2 separate regions of the Gossypium arboreum genome follow, and region 2 is linked to region 1. Evidence: chromatin contacts called from public Hi-C data. All regions are on one chromosome and are shown on one strand. The core of a region is the stretch at or near the end of the contact, and the rest is flanking DNA. Distances in the headings are between cores, read along the strand shown. Region 1 holds the start of LOC108461005 (omega-3 fatty acid desaturase, chloroplastic-like). Region 2 holds the start of LOC108459392.

Evidence for each region. Hi-C and Micro-C count contacts between places; a contact is called where the count stands out from the background.
Region 2: a contact with region 1 is called in a Hi-C map of leaf, with 2.9 times the contacts expected there. The contact joins the promoter of LOC108459392 here to the promoter of LOC108461005 in region 1. A contact is called at or near these places in 2 of 5 Hi-C or Micro-C datasets (both in leaf).

What each region holds. Positions count from the first base shown.
Region 1 is chr4:110,109,311-110,114,627 of ASM2569848v2, reverse strand. It overlaps LOC108461005 (omega-3 fatty acid desaturase, chloroplastic-like), which reads left to right and starts at 2,325. Exons shown (of 8, transcript XM_017760755.2): 1 at 2,325-3,221; 2 at 3,334-3,423; 3 at 3,518-3,584; 4 at 3,684-3,776; 5 at 3,858-4,043; 6 at 4,127-4,207; 7 at 4,301-4,438; 8 at 4,543-5,033. The coding sequence starts at 2,716. The coding sequence ends at 4,722. LOC108460786 reads left to right here. Exons shown (of 24, transcript XM_017760432.2): 24 at 1-306.
Region 2 is chr4:110,274,572-110,279,888 of ASM2569848v2, reverse strand. LOC108459392 reads right to left here and starts at 2,402. Exons shown (of 5, transcript XM_017758755.2): 1 at 2,160-2,402; 2 at 1,903-1,998; 3 at 1,040-1,101; 4 at 851-909; 5 at 551-763. The coding sequence starts at 1,982. The coding sequence ends at 752.

The DNA of each region.
Region 1 (5,317 bases), core at 1,076-3,575:
TCATATGATTTGGTTGGTGAAATAGTGAATTGAAGCTTCAATTTACACTGTGTGTCTTGAGAGTTGTTTGTTTTCTGATGTAAAGTAGCATATAGTCAACATTTCAGCTCCTTAAAAAAAAAAATCATTATTGATAAGAAATTCTTGGGTTGAAAATCATAGATTTTGTTTTCCATGCAATATGCATGTTTAAATATCGAATGTAAAGAGTTGATGTTGATTTAGTATAGAGTTTGTAAAATCCTTACTTTGAAACAGTCAAAAACCATCCGTGTTATTGGTAAAAGTATTGATTTTCTATTCTAAGGAATGACCAGACCCTGCCTTTATCTTTGTTGAATTTAGGTTCTTTTGTTTGGTCTCACACTAGAAATTATTTAATTAATAATTAATTCCCTTTTCGTGTTTCGCATGGTCCACGTATTCCTTGCCGACTTGGTCGGTTGGCTAATTTGTTAGAGTTTTAGTTTGGGGAGCAAGGGAAAAAATGGGTATAATTGAAAATTTAGTTCTTAATATTTATATTTTTTGTCAATTTAGTCTTAATATTTTAAAGAAGAGTTATATTAAAAAATAGTCATATTATTATTACTTTTAATAAAATATTGATTAAATAGTTAAATTTTAAAGATGTAGTTCAAATGATAGACCATGTGTAATATATGCTATTATTTTACTTATTTATTTTTAATATTTTATAATTTTAAAATTATTTATTGACATAACATATAATACAAATAGTGTTATGTAAAATGCCACATGGGTTGCGATGGCAATAATTTTAAAAAATTAAAATTTTAGTGAATATTTATTTGACTCTTTTTAAAAAATTAATATTTAAATTTAAATAAAAATTAATAAAATATACAAACATTAAAAATTAAATTCATCGTTATCAAAAAAAAAAAAAAGTTAATACTTTGACATTTTAAAAGTACTCATTAGCCCATGTAAAACAAACAAGGTCAAAAGTGAAATAAAGATGGGAGAATAGACAGGAAAAAAAAGGAAGTGATTGTTAGCGTGTTTCATGAGCGATTAACGTGAGTTTGAGTTGGAGATTAAATTAATCAACCATTCAATGAATCATAAATTTCATCACGTGGGAGGCAGTTCCCACTCTGTGGGTTTTTCATCATTTTGTTTTTGGGGAACCGACCTTAAGAAGCTCGTGTTGAAAACCCTCCGTCCATGAATAACTGATGAAGGGAGCAGGAAATCCACTGCTACAACCGCCTACCTTTGGAAATATCAAATCTTACAACTCTTGGATTTTTGAGCCGTCCTGATTTTATATTATAAAAAAAATAAAAATCGAGTTCTCAGTTGGATATGTTGGGTTTTTCATTAAAATTCTCAAATTTCTGTAATATATTTATTAAGATTTTCTTTCTATTTTTATTTTTTAGGTTTTAACTATAATTTCTACCGTATATTTATATTATTATCTATGCTTTTGATTAAGTTAATTGGCTATTACTTTAAGTTCTTTTATAATACATTGAAAAATTAAATCAATATTAATGGTTTAATTTTATATAAAAATAAAAAATGATAAGTAAATAAATATTTTTTATAAATTAAGTAGATAAGTAATTTCTTACCACTTAAAATGGAGAAAATTTCAATCTATTTATTTCTATTAACATTGTATTATCATTTACAATATTAAAGCTTTTTTTTAAATTGACTCTGAAATGTTAAAAAAAAGGACTAAAATACAAAATAAAAATTTATAAATTAAAATATCAAATAACATCTTAAAAAATCAAATTAAAATGTTACTATAAATAATTGAGATATAACCAAAAACAAAATATTATTATAAAAATAGAGCATTATCTTTCTATTTATGAGTTGTGTAAGAATTATAAATAATTTTAAATATTATGTCAAAAAAAAGAGATATAATTAGAATCTATAATAATTTTTTTAAAAGGTAATAATATTTTTACCTTAAAACAATTCTTTAATATTTTCATTGCTTTTATTAATTTTTTAAAAGAATTTAGATCAAAAGTTTAAAAATAAGATAAAAAATATTTCAAGTGGATTGATTTTTAGTTTAATTGATTCTGTATTTAAATGTATTTTTATTTTAAAATAAGAAGAATTATGAATAAAAATATTTATAGTATAAAAATTATTTCGATATTGAGTTTAAAATTAAATAATAAAATATTTAAAAGAAAAAAAAAGGGCGGGGGTGGGGGTGGGGGGCGGGAGTGAGATTGGGAGGAGAAAAAAACGCCCGCCCTACCGGTTGCGCCAGTAATAGGGGCTGCCGAACCCGTAGAAAAAGTGAAATACACGCTCCAATGACAAGGACTGGAAATCGAGTTGAGAGTACTCGGTAACTGTATTCCATACATACCTCCATTATATATATTGAAAAAATATGTTTCTGACTCTGAACAACCTCTCCGCAGCCCGGCAACCTTAAATATAAAATCCCCCCTCCCCCCTTCTTCGTTCAGCCGCGATCCTCTCAGTGTTTGCCTATCTCTCTTTCTTTCTCACTATAGCACCCTTCTATCTCAGCCCTTTTTTATTTTCTGTTATTCTGTGAGGAGGAACATCATTAAAAAGGCGGGATCTTTGACGTTGTCGTGTAACCAAAGATTGTTACTTGTACTTACATATTTTTTTCCCTATATTTTATTCTTTTCTGAAAGCAAACCGGTGGTTGAGTTTTTCTTTTTACCTGAGTCTTCAATGGCGGGTTTCATTATATCTGGTTTAAAGCCTCTTCCTTGTATCTACGATAGACCCGTCGCTGGCGTTATCTCGAGGAGTTCTTCAAAATCCAGATTTTTAACCAAAAACAAGAATTTCCCAGATCTAAAAATATTAAATCCAATCAAATCCAGGAACTGGGGTCTAAACGTGAGTGCCCCATTTAGAGTTGCATCCGTTGAAGAAGATGAGGGAAGGAAAGAGAGGAACCATGGTATTAATGGATTTGAGGAACAAGAACAAGAGGCAGGGTTCGACCCTGGGGCGCCTCCGCCGTTTAAGTTGGCTGATATAAGAGCGGCCATACCGAAGCATTGTTGGGTGAAGGATCCATGGAAATCTATGAGCTACGTGGTGAGGGATGTCGCTGTGGTGTTAGGCCTGGCGGCTGCTGCGGTCTATGTTAACAACTGGATTGTTTGGCCTCTTTACTGGGCTGCTCAAGGAACCATGTTTTGGGCTCTTTTTGTTCTTGGTCATGACTGGTAAACTTTTTTTTTTTTTTTTTGAATTGCATTTGCGAGTTACAACCTCCTCTGTTATTAGATCTGACTGTCTTAATATGTTTCATGGATTTTGTTTCATTTCTTTGTGCAGTGGCCACGGTAGCTTTTCAAACGATCCCAAGTTAAACAGTGTAGTGGGGCATCTCTTGCATTCTTCCATTCTTGTGCCTTACCATGGATGGTATGCCTAGTATTTCTTGAAAGGTTCATCTCTTCTCCATTTGCATATGAAAAGTTTTAATTGAATTCATTTCCATTATGATTGAACTTTACAGGAGAATTAGCCACAGGACTCACCATCAAAACCATGGTCATGTTGAGAATGATGAATCATGGCACCCGGTGAGTTAATTTCTCTCTTCTTTTTTTTCTCTTATATTGAGAATGATGAATCACGGCCTTTGGTCTAAATTGTAAACACTTTTGTCAATTCAATTGCAGTTATCTGAGAAGATATACAGGAGTTTAGATACTCTAACACGAACATTGCGGTTCATATTGCCTTTTCCCATGCTTGCATTCCCTTTCTACCTTGTAAGTGTTTTCGTGGTTATTAAATTTTTGATGATTCCTATATGTTGAGAAATTAATGGTTGATTTCACTTTAAATTGCAGTGGAACAGAAGTCCGGGAAAGAGCGGTTCGCACTTCGACCCCAGCAGTGATTTGTTTGTCCCGACCGAACGAAAAGATGTTATTACTTCCACTCTATGTTGGACAGCCATGGCTGCTTTTCTTGTTGGCTTGGGTTTCACAATGGGTCCTATGCAGTTGCTTAAACTATATGGCATTCCATATTGGGTAGGTTTCAAGTTTCTTCTTTCAAGGAAACGATATCGGGAAGTAGAAAATATGATTTGACTCGTCGTTGGTTTGATGTTTAGATTTTCGTGATGTGGCTGGATGGGGTTACATACTTGCATCACCATGGTCATGAAGAGAAGCTTCCTTGGTACCGCGGGAAGGTATATGAAATTTGTTGGTCAAATTTAATATGCTAAGGCGCCTATGTTGAAATTCATATGGAAACTTACAAATAAAATAACAAATATGGATAGGAATGGAGTTACTTAAGGGGAGGTCTTACAACACTTGACCGTGACTATGGATGGATCAACAACATCCACCATGATATTGGAACCCATGTCATACACCATTTGTTTCCACAAATCCCACACTACCATTTAGTAGAGGCGGTTAGTACCTTTACGTATCTCTTTTTTTTTTTTTTTCCCACTTTGATGTTCTCTTATTTCATTTTTTTATCTAATTATTATGTTGGTATAATGTTGTGTCATAGACCGAGGCAGCGAAGCCAGTTCTCGGAAAATACTATCGAGAGCCGGAACAATCAGGGCCTTTACCTTTCCACCTCATCGGAAGTTTGATGAGAAGCTTGAAGAACGATCATTATGTTAGTGACACTGGGGATGTTGTTTACTACCAAACTGACCCAGAACTCAAAAAGAATGCTTCATAAAATAGCTCAGCCCCACAATAATGGGTGGAATTCAAGCTCTTGGCTTCAGACTTGCTAGCTTAACCATAAGAGACCTGTGCAATGAGCTTTCATTGCCATGGTAGAAGACAATTGGAGTTTCAATTTTTTTTTTTGACCTTTTTCTACGAGGAAAAAGTTAGGTACATATATATTTACTGTATTGGCATTCTACTAGTGAAGGAAAGATGTATAGTTTTATTCTTTGAACGAGAAATAGCAATTGCTTAAACCAACAAAATGAAAATGAAAATTTATCGCTTTCTTCTAAAAATTGAAGGAAGGAGTTATAAGTGTGTGAACAAGAATGGAAGTGCCGGCATTATAGTTTTGTCAATTTTGTGATGGAGAATCACATCATGTTTACCTATATTCAGTTTTGTGAAACTACTGTTTTGTTGCTTTATAGCTTTGGTAATGGATCCATTATCAACAATCCTTATCATTTGCGGTACCAATAAATTATCCTAGTTAGTTGTGTCATTTTCCTCAACTACCATTATATCAAATGGTGTCAACTTCAATCATTATTATAATATTTAATTTATTACATACATTTTTTATGTAATAAAATTTA
Region 2 (5,317 bases), core at 1,153-3,652, 170 kb before region 1:
ATTTTTATCTTTTTTAATAAAACCAAAAAAACCAACTCAACCAATCAATCCAACCGAATTCTGCAAACATTAATTCAATCCAAACACGAAAATTTTAATTAAAGACCAGCTACAACCACGCCTCCGAACCCAATTTGCATCATCCCATACGATTGAATCAAGTCGAAACCCGAAACACAATAAAATTGAATTATTTTGTCTGAAAATCTCTTGGAAGTCAATGGTGGTTACCAAAAATGTTTATAGGGAGAGATGATCATTGATGCTCACATCTTTTGCCTATGATGAACAAACATCTTCAACCAGCACTGCAAGAGAAAGTTCATTTGACTTTGAACTTACCTTAAATCACAAGCCACACATTTTAACCTCTTATTTCATCAATTTAACATCTGGAAAAGTATATAAACATCAAGACCGAATGAAACGAGCAAATGCCACTATCCAAAATCACAACGAGTTCCATGTAACATAATACTACCACCAGCTTGTCAATATCACTCATTATAAATGGGATATATATATATATATATATATGTATCATTGCATATTCAAAAAGAAAACTTCTCCTACATTATCCAATTGGAAGAGAATAAACCACCTTTGAAATACATGCAGCAGTACCATAACCAGTGGATTAGAGGTGCCAAATTACGCCCCTCTATTTCAGAAAATGGATTCATATAGCAGTACATAAGCTAGAGATTACCAAAACTACGAGAGGGTCAGAGCAGTTGTACGAATACGATCATTAGTTTTTAGACTGCAAGGAAAACAATATGTGGTTAGAAACAATAAAACATCCACCAAAGGTAAAGTTTTAATATCAAGTTAAATAATTACAGCCAACCTCCATGTTTTTCGAGATTTCTTTCATTTGTTCAGCGAGTTCTTGCCTCTTCTTCTCAGCTGCATGCACCAAAGCCGGCAATTAACATCAGCAAGGTCTTTCGTTGGCTTTTTGTAGGATAATAGCAGGTTAAATTCACACACAGAATTTAGAAAAAGATCATAGTAACAGGACGAGACATGCACATACCTATACTGGAGATATCTTCTATCCTCTTTGATGTCCTCACAGCAAATCTTTGGAATGCAGGGCTGAAAAATAAAAAAACATAAAAAACCAAAGAAGATAAAAAAGAAACAAAGGTTGGTCCTCGAAGGAATCATAGAGCAATGATTAATGTAAGCAAACAAACAATCAATGAAACTAAAAGGAAAAAGAACTCAGATTGCCTAAAACTATGAGAAAACTTTCCACCGGCTATTAAAGATCAAACTTCAATGTTCAATTATTTATTTTGTTCATATGAAAATTTTATCAATCCCCCCCCCAACAAAAAAATCCAGTTCCAGATATTTTACACTGGAGATAGCATATGCCTAACATTAACAACTCTATCGAAGCAAACCAAATTTCGGAATCCTTTTCCTAGATGATTCACAAACTTTAAAAACAAAATTTGGTCTCAAGCATTTGAAAAGATATATTAAACAAAAAGTCAATACCATTTCGAATAAATTTGTACCAAAAAGGGAAAGGGGGCTGATTTTGAGGTAAAAATCTTCTCAAACCTCCTTAATCCATAATGCAAGGCATGTTGCACTATCGATGTGTGTGTGTGTGTGTGTGTGTGATTTGAGAATTGAGGCACTTTTGCTTCAAGTGAACGAACTGATGGGAAACAGAGCAGTCCCAGCAGCCAGAGAAAGAAGCTTCCATAAATAGTTAGCAAACAACAAGCTATTTTCAAGTCTTTAGAATTACACGAACAAATATTCAACCTTTCTGATCTCGAGAAAATATTTTGATTTTTTTTCTTATTCTAGAAAAAAAAATCAATAAGAAAAAAAAATCAATGGAAAATAATGAAAAATAAACCAGAGAAAAAAAGGTACCTATTTGCAAGTCTATCAACGACAAGCTCATTGACGACATAAGATATAACTCTGTGCATGAAATTTCCTCCTCCAGCCATGATCAGTTCCCAAAATCTGATAAAAAAATTAAAATAAAAACAAATATCAGATCAAAAAGCCCGAAGTCAAAAAAACCCTAATATTTTTGTTAGACAACAAAACAATCATTATGTAATTATATAAAAGGTTAAGAAAGAATTAACGCTAGGACTTATGATGATAAAGAGGAGTTTTACCTGGCAAATGAAAACGATGAAGACGATGTAGCAGGCTCCTTTGTTTCTCGAAGCTACCTGATCTCTGTTAAGGAGGCTTGAGTTTCGTTTATATCAGGCGCAGGCAGGACCGCACGAGTGTCCTTCTGAGTTGTGGGGTTGAAGCTGGGTCAGGGCTCAGGGGATTTGATGGACCATGGCGATTAACAGGCCAGAAAACTTTTTTGTTGTCTAAACGAAAAGTTTAGCTCCTTGGGCCTTTCCAATTCTTTTTCTTTGTCTTGTTGGATTTATAGAATTCTATTTTCAACAATCAAGAAATTTTATATATTCTTTTACAAGGGAAATTACAAGTTTGATACATATTCCCGGACAAAGGATCGAGACGCAACTCCTCCAATTCAAGCAAGGTCACTTGTACATAAATTTACCTCATTCATCTTTTAAAAATTAATAATGTCTCGTGTCATATCTTATAACTTTAAAAGTCAGTTCTATATGTTAGTCATTTTGTCATATTACATCAAATCTAAATGAGATACCCATAATTTTGTCAATTGAGTCTTAGTTCGATTGGCATTGGCATTATTGTCAATGCAGAAGGTCATGAGTTTGAGTACGTTGAAGTGCATTATCTTCCTATTTAAGGGTTGGGGAGGGGTTATGAGTAGTTCTAGGCATAGTATCAAAAAGAGCAGATATGATAAGAACCTTAATGAAATTAATGTTTAAAAAAAAAAAAAGATATCCATAATCTTAAAATTAGACTTGTAAGCTAAAGTGATCATTTTTGAAAGACCCACATTAAATCTTCAAACCTATATAAATAAAGGCTTGCTACCAATGCCCTATGAGGTCAGGATACCAACAATATTTTGCCTATAACCACTATGGTCAACCTAGTCATCACGAGGGATATTCGTACAACACCACCCATCTAGCCTACCAATAGTATCACTAGCAAAGCTACACGCAACCTTAGCCTTAGTACTACCATAGCTACCTAAATCAATATGAACCTCAAGTTGCAACTTGCAAATAACCCCCTACCCCTATTGCCACTAACTGACCATTCCTCCATCCAAAACAATATGAATGCGAGCCAACAATATACAAAACTACCGAAGCAACTCAAGCTCCTTCAAGAATAGTTCCAACGACATCAAGGAACATTGCAATAAAATGCCCAGCTCATACATGAATTTGAGGCACGTAAAGGCCATTAGCAAAAAAATACTAAAAGACAAGATAATGACGAATTGGGAAGGACCCTATGTAAAAAAGGTTAGCTATGAATCATATCAATTGGTACGATTCAATAGTAAGTTCATCCTAAGAATGCGTATATTATGTAGTAACACCATCCCAACTAATCTTAATATGTGAAGAGAAGGTGTAAAGATTCCCTATTTGTGATTTGTGTCATATGGTGAAGGAAACTATGAAGCATCTAATGATAGGGTGTCAATAGGTGGGGTTGATATGGTTTGAAGCATGTTATAGTATTCATGTTGATAGGCAAGTGATCAATTTTGTATTAATTAAGTCATAAAAATATGATAGGTCTTGCCCATAAATTTAGGCAATAAATGTCATTTCAAATTTGACATAGAGTACATATAAAACAAACGTATACATGAACAACTTTGATCAACATTTTTGAAAAAAAATACTATGCCTATAAATTGAAGAGGGTTGTTTGTTTTGGGGGGTAAATTACACCAATAGTCATTCAACTTTAGGGTAGCTGACAAAATAGTCACTTTGGTTTCAATTCAGTCACTCAACTTTTGAAAAATAACAAAACAGACCTTTTAACCATTTTTCGTTATAAACGTAACGGAAAAGTGGCATGCCATCCTACTATGTAAACGACCCCAAATTAAAACCCTAGTTAGGCTAGGCGATAAAAGAAGAAGAAAAAGAAGAAGGAAAAAGGATGAGAAGAAGAGAAAAAATTTGAGATTTGTGACTGAGCCAGGAATCGAGAAAAGAAAAAAAAGGTCATGGATCGCGGTGACGACGGTGAGGCAAGCTTCACAAAGAAAGGTTCCCGTGGTGAGAACGGTCGAGAGCTTTTCTTCGCCATATCCAGCCAAATGCACCATCTAATCTCTTCTCAGGTCATCTTTATTTCTTCTTCTTTGTACTAGATGCTTTGGACTTAGAATCTGCCATGGTTTAGGGATAAAACGATGCAATTGTTGCTATTTCCATTTCTTTTTCTCTATGGGATTTTTGTTTTCTTTATTACCTTTTGTCTTAAAACTTTTTATCGGTTTACTACCATGGTGATGTTTGGTAAGTATCTGATTGTGAGTGTTTTGTTGAGTACATATGGTTTGTATTGAAATGGAAACTCATTTGTCAGTTAATGGATCTTGTTGGTTATACCCATGTAAGGTCTAAACCTACAGTAGTTAATGGATGATGATGATGTTTAATGTTGACCATCATCTCTCTTTCGTGGAAAATGGAAAATGAAAACTGCATTTTTTTTAAAGTTGAGCATATTTGTGTTAGTGAAGAAGAAGAAGCAGATCACTATATTTGAAAATAGAGATTGTTGGGGTGGAGAAGAAAAAGCATAAACATATTGGGTCATTTACGTAAAAAGTAAAAAAATTGGGCCATTTATTAAAAAATAGAAAATGAAGGACGAAAAAAAATCACTCAACTTTGCCTCGTCCAACGTGGCAAGTTAACTGGCCACGTTAGCGGTCCCGTTAAGCCAGTGACGAAAAAAGTTAATGGGTGACTAATTTGTCACTTTTTGATAACGTTAGTGATTGTTTTGTTATTTTTCTAAAGTTGAGTGATTGAATTGAAACCAGAATGACTGTTTTGTCAGCTACCCAAAATTGAGTGACTGTTGGTGTAATTTACCCTTCTTCTTCTTTTTTTTTTCATTTTAATATTTCATACTTATGTTATCCACGAAATAAGTACATATATATTTACAATTTGAACCATGTATTTTAAATATTATACGCAACGTATTTGAATCACATTTAAAGCCTAAATTAATAAGTAAGTTCATTGAAGGAGTTGATTGATACAATATTAGTACTTAAAAGGATATTAGAAGTCTTTGAAATTTGGGGCCAATTTAGAAACTATGGTTTAATGATATTCGGCGATAATAACCCAAAATTCGAATAAATCATGATTAAAGAAAA